Regions from separate parts of the Ovis aries genome. Here region 2 is linked to region 1. Evidence: chromatin contacts called from public Hi-C data. All regions are on one chromosome and are shown on one strand. The core of a region is the stretch at or near the end of the contact, and the rest is flanking DNA. Distances in the headings are between cores, read along the strand shown. Region 1 holds the start of ARAP1 (ArfGAP with RhoGAP domain, ankyrin repeat and PH domain 1). Region 2 overlaps STARD10 (StAR related lipid transfer domain containing 10).

Evidence for each region. A called contact is a pair of places that touch in the nucleus more often than the background predicts.
Region 2: a Hi-C map of skin fibroblasts shows a contact between it and region 1, with 2.1 times the contacts expected there. The contact joins the enhancer-like site here to the promoter of ARAP1 in region 1. A contact is called at or near these places in 5 of 16 Hi-C or Micro-C datasets (hypothalamus, liver, muscle and 2 more).

Annotation. Positions count from the first base shown.
Region 1 is chr15:51,024,387-51,029,760 of ARS-UI_Ramb_v3.0, forward strand. ARAP1 (ArfGAP with RhoGAP domain, ankyrin repeat and PH domain 1) reads right to left here and starts at 2,737. Exons shown (of 34, transcript XM_042233196.2): 1 at 2,612-2,737. It overlaps STARD10 (StAR related lipid transfer domain containing 10), which reads right to left. Exons shown (of 9, transcript XM_042233206.1): 8 at 5,115-5,167; 9 at 4,444-4,867. The coding sequence ends at 4,619.
Region 2 is chr15:51,059,868-51,065,241 of ARS-UI_Ramb_v3.0, forward strand. It overlaps STARD10 (StAR related lipid transfer domain containing 10), which reads right to left. Exons shown (of 9, transcript XM_042233206.1): 2 at 2,183-4,644. The coding sequence starts at 2,286. Among named protein-coding and RNA genes, the nearest start is that of STARD10, 14 kb to the right of the region's middle. Within about 2 kb of position 3,369, at least 50 of the 54 cell types and tissues checked have an H3K27ac peak or open chromatin away from gene starts, as enhancers often do. A contact at or near this core is called in hypothalamus and liver, where this site is marked.

The sequences.
Region 1 (5,374 bases), core at 1,487-3,986:
TAACATATGTAATAGTGCCCACAGAGGTGCTGTGTGCTTTTGCCGAGGTCATTCTCTCTGACGCTATTACTCAGCTCTCTCTGAGGCTCGTTCTTCCCCTATGTTACTAGAAGATGACCCTTGTCTCACGGGATGATATCAAGTTAAATATAGTAACAAATTTGCGGTGTCAGGCACACAGCAGGTATTCAAATCAAGTAGAGCTCTCTCCATTTCCCTTTCCTCTCCCCAAGAGGGCCCAGACGAGAAGTCGGGTCACTTCGGACCCCCTGCCTCCAGCCCCGCCTCAGCCCAGGGCTTGCTGTGTTATCCTGGTCTGACCTCTGGTCCCTGACCTCAGTCTCCTTATCTATGAAAAAAGCTTCTGGGCCAAGTGACTGCTGACTGTCCATGGCCTCCTTCCTACCTCCATTCCGTCCTTCCTTCTCCATTTCCAATTCATGTCCTACTGCACCCACTCCTTCAGTAACAGAACCATGGGAACCCTAAAGTGGGGTGGAGGGGACAGCTGGTGGGCAAGAGGTACCCGCCTGCAAGCAGCCCAGTACCCACCCCAGGTCCCCAAGGGTTAAGATCCAGAGTGAAGGGCGGGGGGCCAGGGTCAGTGCTGGACAGACGGGCCTGCAGCCCAGGGCCTGCCTCCCCTCCCCCTATCCTAGGAACAGAGGCCACTTGTTTGAGCATCAGCTGGCTGGCTTTGAGCTCAGCCAAAGGAAGAGTGGGGTGGGGAAGGGAGAGGGCCCCTGGAGAGTGGAGGGGACTCCCTTCTCTCCTAGGGCTTTGACTTAGCTAGTCCACACCTAGCCTCTTGGACTCTCAGAGGCCCCTTACCCCTCTGAAGTGACTCGTTCCCCTCAGGTTCTCCCTGGGGGTGAGTGTTCTCCTTGTGGGTCAGTGAGTGTTCTCCCAAACACCCCTGGTGGAGATGGGGGTGGATTTAGACTCAGAGAGGCTCAAATCTTGCTCCAGCAGCCTCTCTCTTTGGATCTCGGGACCAGGTCTTATTACTCAACCCTGTAGATGGGGAAATGGAGAAGTTTGGGAATGTGCAGAGACACAGAGAGTTTGGTGGCTGCACAGAGACTGTCCCAGGTCCCAGTCAGTTCCAAGGAGCTCCAGGAGGTCTGATGGGGAGAAAACTTCCCCAGGAGGGATGGGGGCGGAGGCAGGCGGGTAGTGGGGAAGACAAGCAACCTGCACAAACAGCCGAAGCTTGACACGTGGAAAGGCATGACTGGAGTCCGAGAAACGGCGGGGGTGAGGCTAGGGTTGACTGGGGAGGCCTGAATGCCCCAACGAAGCCTGGGAGAAATCTGTTCACTTCCACTTCACAGTTGTTAAGACTCTTGCCTGGGACCACCCCTCCTGCCCTACTCCAGTGAGCAAGCAGCAAACAGGGAGAGGGGATCCCCAAGGCAGGGTCTGAACCATCCTCAGCCAACCATGGGACTGGGGGACTGGTTCTCTCTACACCCTACCTCTGCCACCCATTCCAGCCACTTCCATCTCCTTGTCATTCCTCAAACACACCGCTCAAGTTCCTGCCTTTGCATAAGCTTAGCCTTCCTCTGAGAGTCCTTATCCTTGTGAATTACCACTTAACTGTCAAGGCCAATTCCAATCATCTCCTCCTCCCTGAGCCTCCAAGAGTCTCAGTGTCTGATTCCACCCCAGTACCTGTCTGCACCTGTATTCGGACTCTGCTGGGCTCCTTCTACCCTGTAATGAGCTTGTTGGGAGGTCTCTCCCAGCCTAGACACACTGCTCTCTGAGCACAGGTATTCTGGGTGTCTCTGTCTGGACCTTACTGCACAGTCAAATCCTTCCCTGAGTACCTCCATACATCTGTCCAACCTATAGCACTCCCCCCACCAAGCCTGGGGATCAAAGCAGGCTCCCCGGGACAGGAGCCTTGGGGGAGTGGGGTGCATATACCAGATGCCGACCAGAGCTCACCAGCGCTAAAAATCAGCCCTGGAGATCTGGGACCAGACACCCACCACACACCCTCAGGCCGCATTCTGAGTTTGCTTCCTCCAGTCCCAATAACCCACTCCAGGCTTGACCCTGTTCAGTGAACACACACACCTTCTTTTTCCAGCAACTGGGGCAGGTAGGGGCTCTTGGGAGGCCATGCCCCCATTTACTGGTGGGGAATTGGGGCGGAAAGACCGGAAGTCGTCTGCCCAAGATCACTAGAGCCCCAGGTCCAGTGCATAAGGTCTTATGAACCAGCAGACCTGTAAGGGTCTCCGCAGTCAAAGAAGTGGGAGCCTTCATTTCACAGATGAAAAAATCAAGGCACCCGAAAGAGGGTTAGCTCTGGAACCTGGGAGGCTTCACGACAAAGGGCTAAGGGCTGGAAGCCCCTTTTCCCGCTGGTTCGCCCTCCTCCCTACCGTTTCTGGTCCGACCGCATATCCTCAGGAGGCGACTCCATCCCCGCCGCCAGTCAGTACAGAAGACGTGACCTAGTGAAACTCCCGCGGAAGTAGGTGCCGGGCGCAGAGTTGCCGCGCAGCCTCGGCGTTCCCTTCCGCGGAATGGGGAAACTCCGAGCCACACCTGGCCAAGGGGCGGCGGACGGGGAAGCCCCCGATGCCGCACTGACCTGTTCTGATCCAAGACTCCACGCGCGTAGCCGGGGCCCCGGCGCCACCAACGACACCGTCGTAGTCAACTCGCGGCCGCAGGCCGGGCGCGCCCACCCCGCCTGGCTCTTCCGCCCGCCCCACGTGACGCCCCGGGGAGGAGAGGGCGGGGAAGGGGACAAGGACCCGCCCCTTCCCGGCCACGCCCAGTCACGTTCCTGGAGTTCGCAGGCCTTGCGGACACGTTGATCTGTGCGTCTCCCCTGTCCATCTCGCTGCTCACAGATCCGTCTACGTCTCCTGAAGCTGAGGTCTGCCTCCACCACCCCTGCCCTCCTCCTGAGCCTCTCCGCTTTCTGCCACCCCTCTCCCTGGGAGGGACAAGTCACAAACCGCCCCACCCCCAGAGCGGTAAGGGGCAGTGGGAAACTGGAAAACGCAAGTTCCTGACCTCTTCCTCCAGGAAGTCCTTACCCACTTCATTCTTCGAGAATATCCTACTTCTGTCCCTGGGCCCACATCTCTCAGGAGCAGGGTGGTGGGGAAGATGCAAGTCAGAGTGTCCAAGGATCCCTTAGTTAAAGGCTGCAGCCTGAGATCCCGGCGGCCAGGCAGCTTCCCTGGCCTAGAGAATGGGAGATTTCCACTTATCCTACCAGCATACACAGCAGATGAGGGTCTGGGGTTTGACAGGCATTCCCAGGTCCTGTGTCCAGGGCTGAGATTGGGTGTCATTAATTTGAGCACCTACTACATGCCAAGCCCAGGGCTGGGCAACTGATTTCTTCTATCTCAATCTGCCTGAAGGTTAAAAACTATTACCCCAGTTTATAGATTAGGAAATGAGGCTCCAAAGAAGCTCCAGGGCTTGCCCAAAGTTACAAAGCCAGTATTGGGTAAACCAGCCAAGCGTTGGTGAGTTACAGAATCTCCTGCCTACCCCTACTGGATATTCACCCTGCCCTTCCTGGAAAAAGTGGACTCCAAGTGTTTTCCTGACAAGGCAAAGGTAGGTCGTTTCCCGGGAGCGTGGAGGGCCAGACCTTGGGGAGAACTTCTGGCCCCCAGTTCATATGGGGTACAGAAACACTGGAGAGGGGTGGGGCACAGCGCCCTCCTCCCGACCTGAAAGCAGAGGTAACCCTCAGGCAGCAGAGGGCACCTGTAGGCTACAGACAGCAGGAGAGGCCACGCACCCCTCTAGACTTCAAAGCTGCTGTGGGGAACACAGGACCAGGGGACTGGCGTCTTGGCAAGGGGTTGGAGGCCCCACCTTCTCTGTTAGCACAGGCCTGAGGTAGAAAGGACTCAGTTCACAGGGCCTGGTCCCTTCACTACACTGGAGTCTGACAACATTCCCCTCAACCCCCAAACTTCCTGCAGAGAATGCTGCCCCTACCTAAGCTCTGGGCCTACAGCCCTGTGGTCTGAGTGCCAAGGACCTCTGCCCCTCCTTCTGTCACAACGGGCACATGTCAGACCCTCAGTCCATAGGTTGGACCCAGGGAGTCTTGGGCTGCAGGTCCTACAATAGAAGCCCATTCTCTGACCCTGACCAGACTTGTTTCTTCTGTTAGAGCAGTGAAAGTTAGCCTAAGAACCTGAGTGAATAGCAGGATGCACACACAACAAGGACAGGTGGATGAATGAAGAGTCAACTAATGAATGAACACACCACGGACAGGAGGGTTGACAACTACCCCCGCTTCACATGGGGAAATGAGGGGATGTCTAAAGGAGCAAAAGCCCGTGATGGGTAATAAAATTAACAAAATGAACTGTAGAACAAAGGGACCGAGGGCGGTGCCCGTGCCCCCGAGCAAGTGGGAAGGAGGCACAGTGATGAGCCAGATGAGGCTGTGGGATCATTTATTGGGGCTGTGTCCAGCCAGGCCGCAGCGCCAGCCTGGGCCCGAGCCCAGCGTCCCCAGGAGGCGCAGGAGGTGGGGGAGGGGAGAAAGCGGGGGAGGATCCGCCGCCTCTGGGCTCCGCCCCGTAGTATCGCCGTCCCTGCCGTGGTGCCGCGCTCAGGTGAGCGAGGTGTCGTCATCGCTGCCCTCGCCACCACCTGCGCTGCCTGTGCGATCCTCCCGGCTCTCTGCCACCGCGCTCTCGTCGATGTTCTCCAGCGAGTCCGCATGTTGCACTGACAGCTCCGACAGCGCCAGGCTCGGCAACGAGCTCTGCTCCGGGTGTAGCCACGGTTTGAAGTGTGGTTGATGCTTCTGCTTCCACTCAGGGTATTTGACGCAGGCTTTGTACATCTTCTTCATGGCCTGCGGACCGGTTGTACCGCCGGATAAGGGGTGAGCTGGGAGTGGGACTAGGCCTTCACCGCGCCTGCTCCCACGCCCTCCAGCGGCTCAGACCACTGTTCCCAGGATCCTGACTCCAGCTGGGGTTTCGTAACCCCGCTCCTCAGCCCTAGCCCCGCCCCCTGACTCCCTTTCCCGGACTCCATCCCTGCATCCCAGAACGCTCTCCCCCGAACCTCCACACCCGCCAAGTCCCAAGGTCACTCACCTTGGGAGCCAGGAACTGAGAAGATTTATTCACCACCCATTTGGGTAAGGAGCCTATGAGGGCAGGAAAGGGTAGTGAGAAGAAAAAGGAAGCAGCAGCCGTAGGGATCCAGCCCCCCATAAACACACACACCAGCTCCCTTACTCCAACCCGGGGTTTCCAGGGAGAACACACTCTTCTCCACAAGGAGGGGGCAGAGTGAGGCAAGTCCTGTAAGACTTCGTCGACTTCACTCCCTCTTTCCACCTCAGACCAAGGTC
Region 2 (5,374 bases), core at 2,119-4,618, 36 kb after region 1:
CGTGTGGGGAAGGCTTGCTAGGAGCTCTGTCAGCGAGTGGGGCTGAAGACTGTGCCCTGGGTCTGGGTTCATTTTGAGGTCCAAAATTCATACCTGGGGCAGGCCTAGAAGCAGCCCAGCTTTCCTGGGGCATTGCTGTGTTGGGGACTCCTGCCAACCACTGCTCTCTGCCCTGAAGCACTGGTACCCCTGGTTAGTGGGCGTCTCCACGGTGCTTCCCCAGGGGCGGCTGCCTCCTTCAGCACCTTCTAAATTTAGGGCTTGGGCTCTGTGACTCATTACTGAATCTGCTTTGCTACCCTCCTCCAGGAGTGTGCTCCCACGGTATTTTTATCTTCTGCTGCCTCAGACTGATTAATAAGGCCCTAGAATCCTGCAGCAGCCACACACACACCACTGAGAGCTCCCCAGTCCACCCATCCCAGCTCGGCTCTGGACTGCTGACCAGGTCCTGTACTCCCCTTCCCTTCTATGCCCCAACCCACAACCCACCCAGGTGTCCACATCTGGCTCCAAGTGTGCCTGCAGTGGCAGAGGGAAAAGAGAAATGGAGCCAAGGCCTGCCCCCTCCCAACCAGCTGCCAGGCAGAGCCCTGGCCAAACACCAGGACACCTGAGTTCTGGCCTAGACTCACCCCCACCTTACTGTGGGGCTCTGGGTGAGCTCAGCGGTCATCTCTTTCCTTCTCTATAAACAAGGGGTTTGAACCAGACCTCCACTAGGGTGGCCTGGACCAGAGCTGAAAGTACCAATGGACCAGACCACCACCTTCAAACAGGGTGAGCTGGGGATAGGGTATCTGATATTGGGCCCTGTCTTCCACCCAGGCGCCCCTCTACCCCCAGCTCCTGATCTGTTCAGGGGACACACACAGGTCAAGACCCTGCTGTCAGCCTTTTGGGACTTCTGCCCTGCAGGGAGGAAGAGTCATGGTTCTGGTCTCACTGCCCAGGGCTGTACTGTGCAGCTGTACTGGGCAAGAATCACCTTAACTCTGGACCCAGGTCGTCGGGAACATGCATCACATGTGTGTGGAGGTGTAAATGCTCCCTGCCAGGTTCCCAGTGCCAGAGGGAGAAATGGGGATGCAAGTGTCCCCCCACCCCTCAACTTTCACAAACACAGGCTGCCTGGCTGCAGAGTGCAGGTATCTGGAAGGCAAATAGACGAGAGGTGGTGGCATCTCCGCTCCTGCCGGACTCTGGGAGAACCCTATCTCCAGCTGGCCTCCACCTGTGTTCATGAGTAACAAAGAGCGACTAATAGTTACTGAGCGGGTACCATGGGCCTAGTGCTGTTATATGCACTTAACAGTTCTTAACTCATTTAATTCATAGTTACACCTCAGAGAGCCCTGGATACGGCTTACCACTCCCACTCTAGAGACAGTGAGGCTCAGAGTAGGGTAGTGACTCACCAAGGATCACAGCATTAAGTCACTGGGAGGGCAAGTTAAAAGCTGAGTCTGACTGCAATCCTGGATTCTGTTTGTACCCTAAGGTAGCTCTTCTCAGCGTATACATTAGATACTCAATAAATGTTTGATGAAGATGTTTGATCACTGCCATGTCATGGAAAGATCCCTATCCTAGTCCAGTTTTACGCCAGCTCCTTGTGAATCCTGCAGAGAGTCTTTTCTTCCGTTAGCCTCAGTTTCCCCTGCTGAAAACAGAGACAAGTGAAGGCCCAGAGAATCAGACAGTTAGAGGTGGGGAAGATCTTGAACTTCTATTTCTACAAACACCTTCCTTTCATGACTTGCCTGAAGAGGCCCTATTTGCAACCAGACCTTAGCGGCTCCAAGCCCCTCCCACACCTATGTCCAGAACTTCTTAGAGCACTCGAGAGAGACAGCTGGGCACAGCCCCGCTCCAAGGGACAGAGAGGTCAGTATCTTGGTTGGTGGTATGGTTTGCCCACAATGCCACCTGACAGCTCCACCTGGTTGGGCGAGTGGCCCCTAAAGCCTCTCAGCTCAACCTGCATCACCTCCTCTCCTTAGCATCCAAGCCAGCACAGGCACCCCCTCCAGCTGTCACGGGCAGCTGTCAGAGCCCTAGATGGAATCATCTGAGCACCCAATTCCTCTTGGGTTCAGAAATAGAGACCACCCTTTTCCATTCAGGGTCGGTCCCCTTAACATTAGCCCCTCATCTGTCACATCTGATCTCCTTCCCTTACCTGGGCCACTCTTCTGAGAGTAGGATCTGTACAGCTTCTGCCACACTGTCCTCTGTCTCCAGGATTCTCCAGCTCCTCCTTAATTTCTTGCCTTTGGTAGTCATCTCAACAGAGCAGGGTCTTCCTCCACTAGGCCCAGCAGGTAGGAGAAGGATTAGGAATAGGGGCTTCTCTGGACTCTGGGCACAGTCTGCCTCTCTAAGCCTGTATGCAACAAAGACAACTAATTCTGGAGGTGCAAGGAAGGGCTCTAAGCCCAAACGCTGGCAGCCTAGGTTTTAGCCCTTGCTCACAGACTGCTGAGACCTGGAGCAAGCTCCTGCCCCTGTAGGGGCCCTCAGTTTTGCAATTTGTAGTATGATGAAATAGTTCCTCAATGTGCAATCACCGATTATAATAATCTTCTGTCCTTATAGATTGCTCGGCAACTTAGTTTATTTTTTGCGTCTTATTTGATCCTTCCAATATCCTATTTCCATTTACAAATCAGAAAGCTTAGGGGAACAGAACTACCAGCAACTCAGCAACTCAGAGACAGAGTCTAGAGTCCTTGTATCCTGAACCATCGTTGGTCCCTCACACGCAAAGATGCTAGGACTCTCCCTATCACTTTCTCTGACCCGCTGTCCCACTGGTAAAATGAGTGCCCCAAAGATCAGATTAACAGACTCAGTGAAGGGAGCTGTGCTTAGCAAACCATTTAAAAACAAAAAATAAGGGCAGAAAAATAACGGGACCGTTACGTTACTGTTCATTACTGTTATCTTTGCTAAGGCGCCCCCGCGTGTCCGTCTCCAGGCGCTCCGTTCGCGCAGGCGCTCTTTGGTGTTTACAGAAGCCCTGAGGCCCGGCATTTACGCGTGCGCTTCCCGTCAGGGATCGCCCCACCGACCGCCGTCGGACGCTGCTTTCAAGTCCCCTAGTGGTTGTGGCTGGAGTTTAACTACGGTTCCCTGGGGCCCGGTCGGCTCCGCCTTGGGTTGAGGCGTCTCTACAACTCCGGAGCGGCGGAGACCTTAGCAGTGGCAGGGAGAGGCACAGCGCGGTCCCTCCAGACTCCTGCATCTCAAGTCACCGTTGCACTAAGACTCCAGTGCCAACTTGCGGGCCCCTCACGGCACACTTGGCGGCCGCGGTGAATTGGACCGGAACTGACCACGCACTGCCTCATGGGAGCCTTAGTTCGTGGCTAGAACCTTTCCGGAGTTTGAACGCTGTTTAAACTACATTTCCCAGAAGTCCAAGAGGCCAGCGTCGCAGAAGACGGGCCCGGGGCTTGTTGGGAGATGGAGTGTGGCGATGGTAGTGAGTTTGTGTACGAAGGGAAACGTGAAGAAGCGGTGGAGCCTCCGGCTTTTAGCCTTGGTTGTGGTCCAAGCTACAGTTACACGGTAGCTGTCAAACGAAGAGAGTAGCGCTGTTGGGCTGAGTGTTGGGCTGAGACTACACTCCCACGGGTCACCATCGCCTGTGACTCTCATTTCTCTTAACTGCTTGTAACGATGGAAATATTCTACAGCTGCACTGTCCAATAAGGTAGAGACTAGCCTGTGGCTACTGAACATTTGACATGAGGTTAAGTGCCATGAAGGAAGAAAAATATTTATTTGAATTTATTTAAAAATTAAATCCAATTAATTACTTTTCAGTTCAATTTAAAGAGCCACTTATGGGCTCAGTTCAGTTCAGTCGCTCAGTCGCTTCCGACTCTTTGCAACCCCATGGACTGCAGCCTGCCATGCTTCCTTGTTCATCACCAATTCCCGGAGCCTACTTAAACTCATGTCCATTGAGTCCGTGATGCCATCCAACCATCTCATCCTCTATCGTCCTCTTCTCTTCCTGCCTTCAATCTTTCCCAGCATCAGGGTCTTTTCCAGTGAGTCAGTTCTTCTCATCAGGTGGCCAAACTATTGGAGTTTCAGCTATGGCTAGTGGCCACCTTATTCCACAGCGCACAGTGTACTAGACCTCCTCGTGTTCATAATCAACAATCATCTTCCTGGTTTGTGAGACCTAAGACTTTAGTTTCCTTTCTACGGTCGACTGAAAAAAAGTACACCACGTAAAAGTTGAGAACTACATTTTATTTGCAGCCTTGCTGTTGCTGCTGCTGCTGCTAAGTCACTTCAGTCGTGTCCGACTCTGTGCAGCCGCATAGACAGCAGCCCACCAGGCTCCCCCGTCCCTGGGATTCTCCAGGCAAGAACACTGGAGTGGGTTGCCATTTCCTTCTCCAATGCATGAAAGTGAAAAGTGAAAGTGAAGTCGTGTCCCACTCTTCATGACCCCATGGACTGCAGCCTACCAGGCTCCTTCGCCCATGGGATTTTCCAGGCAAGAGTACTGGAGTGGGTTGCCATTGCCTTCTCCTGACTGAGGACTATAATCTGGGTTGGCAGCCTCTTAGATAGCTCTGAAGGACTGTTCAAAAGAGGTAAGGGAGGAGCAAGGAATTTTTCCTGAAAAAAAAAAAAGTGTAGTGAACATCCAAAGATTATTACTATTCATACACAAGAAACCAGACGTCAAAAATTGACTTTTAGTGCCCTTTTATGTATGGGAAGATGCAAGAGTCTAGGCTCACTGAAATTATTCCTTTGGGGTGGTTTTGAACTGTGGTGTTCGAGAAGACTCTTGACAATCCCTTCGACAGCAAGGAGATCCCACCAGTCCATCCTAAAGGAAATAATTCCTGAATATTCATCGGAAGGACTGATGCTGAAGCTGAAACTCCAATACTTTGGCCACCTGATACGAAGAGCTGACTCATGGGAAAAGACCCTAATGCTGGGAAAGATTGAGGGCAGGAGAAGGGGACGACAGAGGATGAGATGGTTGGATGGCATCACCGATTCAATGGACATGGATTTGGGTGGACTCCGGGAGTTGGTGATGGACAGGGAGGCCTGGCGTGCTGCAGTCCATGGGGTCGCAACGAGTTGGACATGACTGAGCAACTGAACTGAACTGATGCATCTTAAACTATCTAGGGTTAGTATACTGTTTTTCTCCATCCAGAATTCCCCTTCAGGGTGCACCCATTGTGAGTGGTAACTGCAGGGGCTGATGACTTGATGGCAGGAAAGATTTTTGTTTACTTACTTGACAGGCAACATTTTTTTTTTTGTCCACACTGCCTACTTACTACACTCAGTCTTTGCAGATTCCACCTCCTTTGTGTGTCCCTTG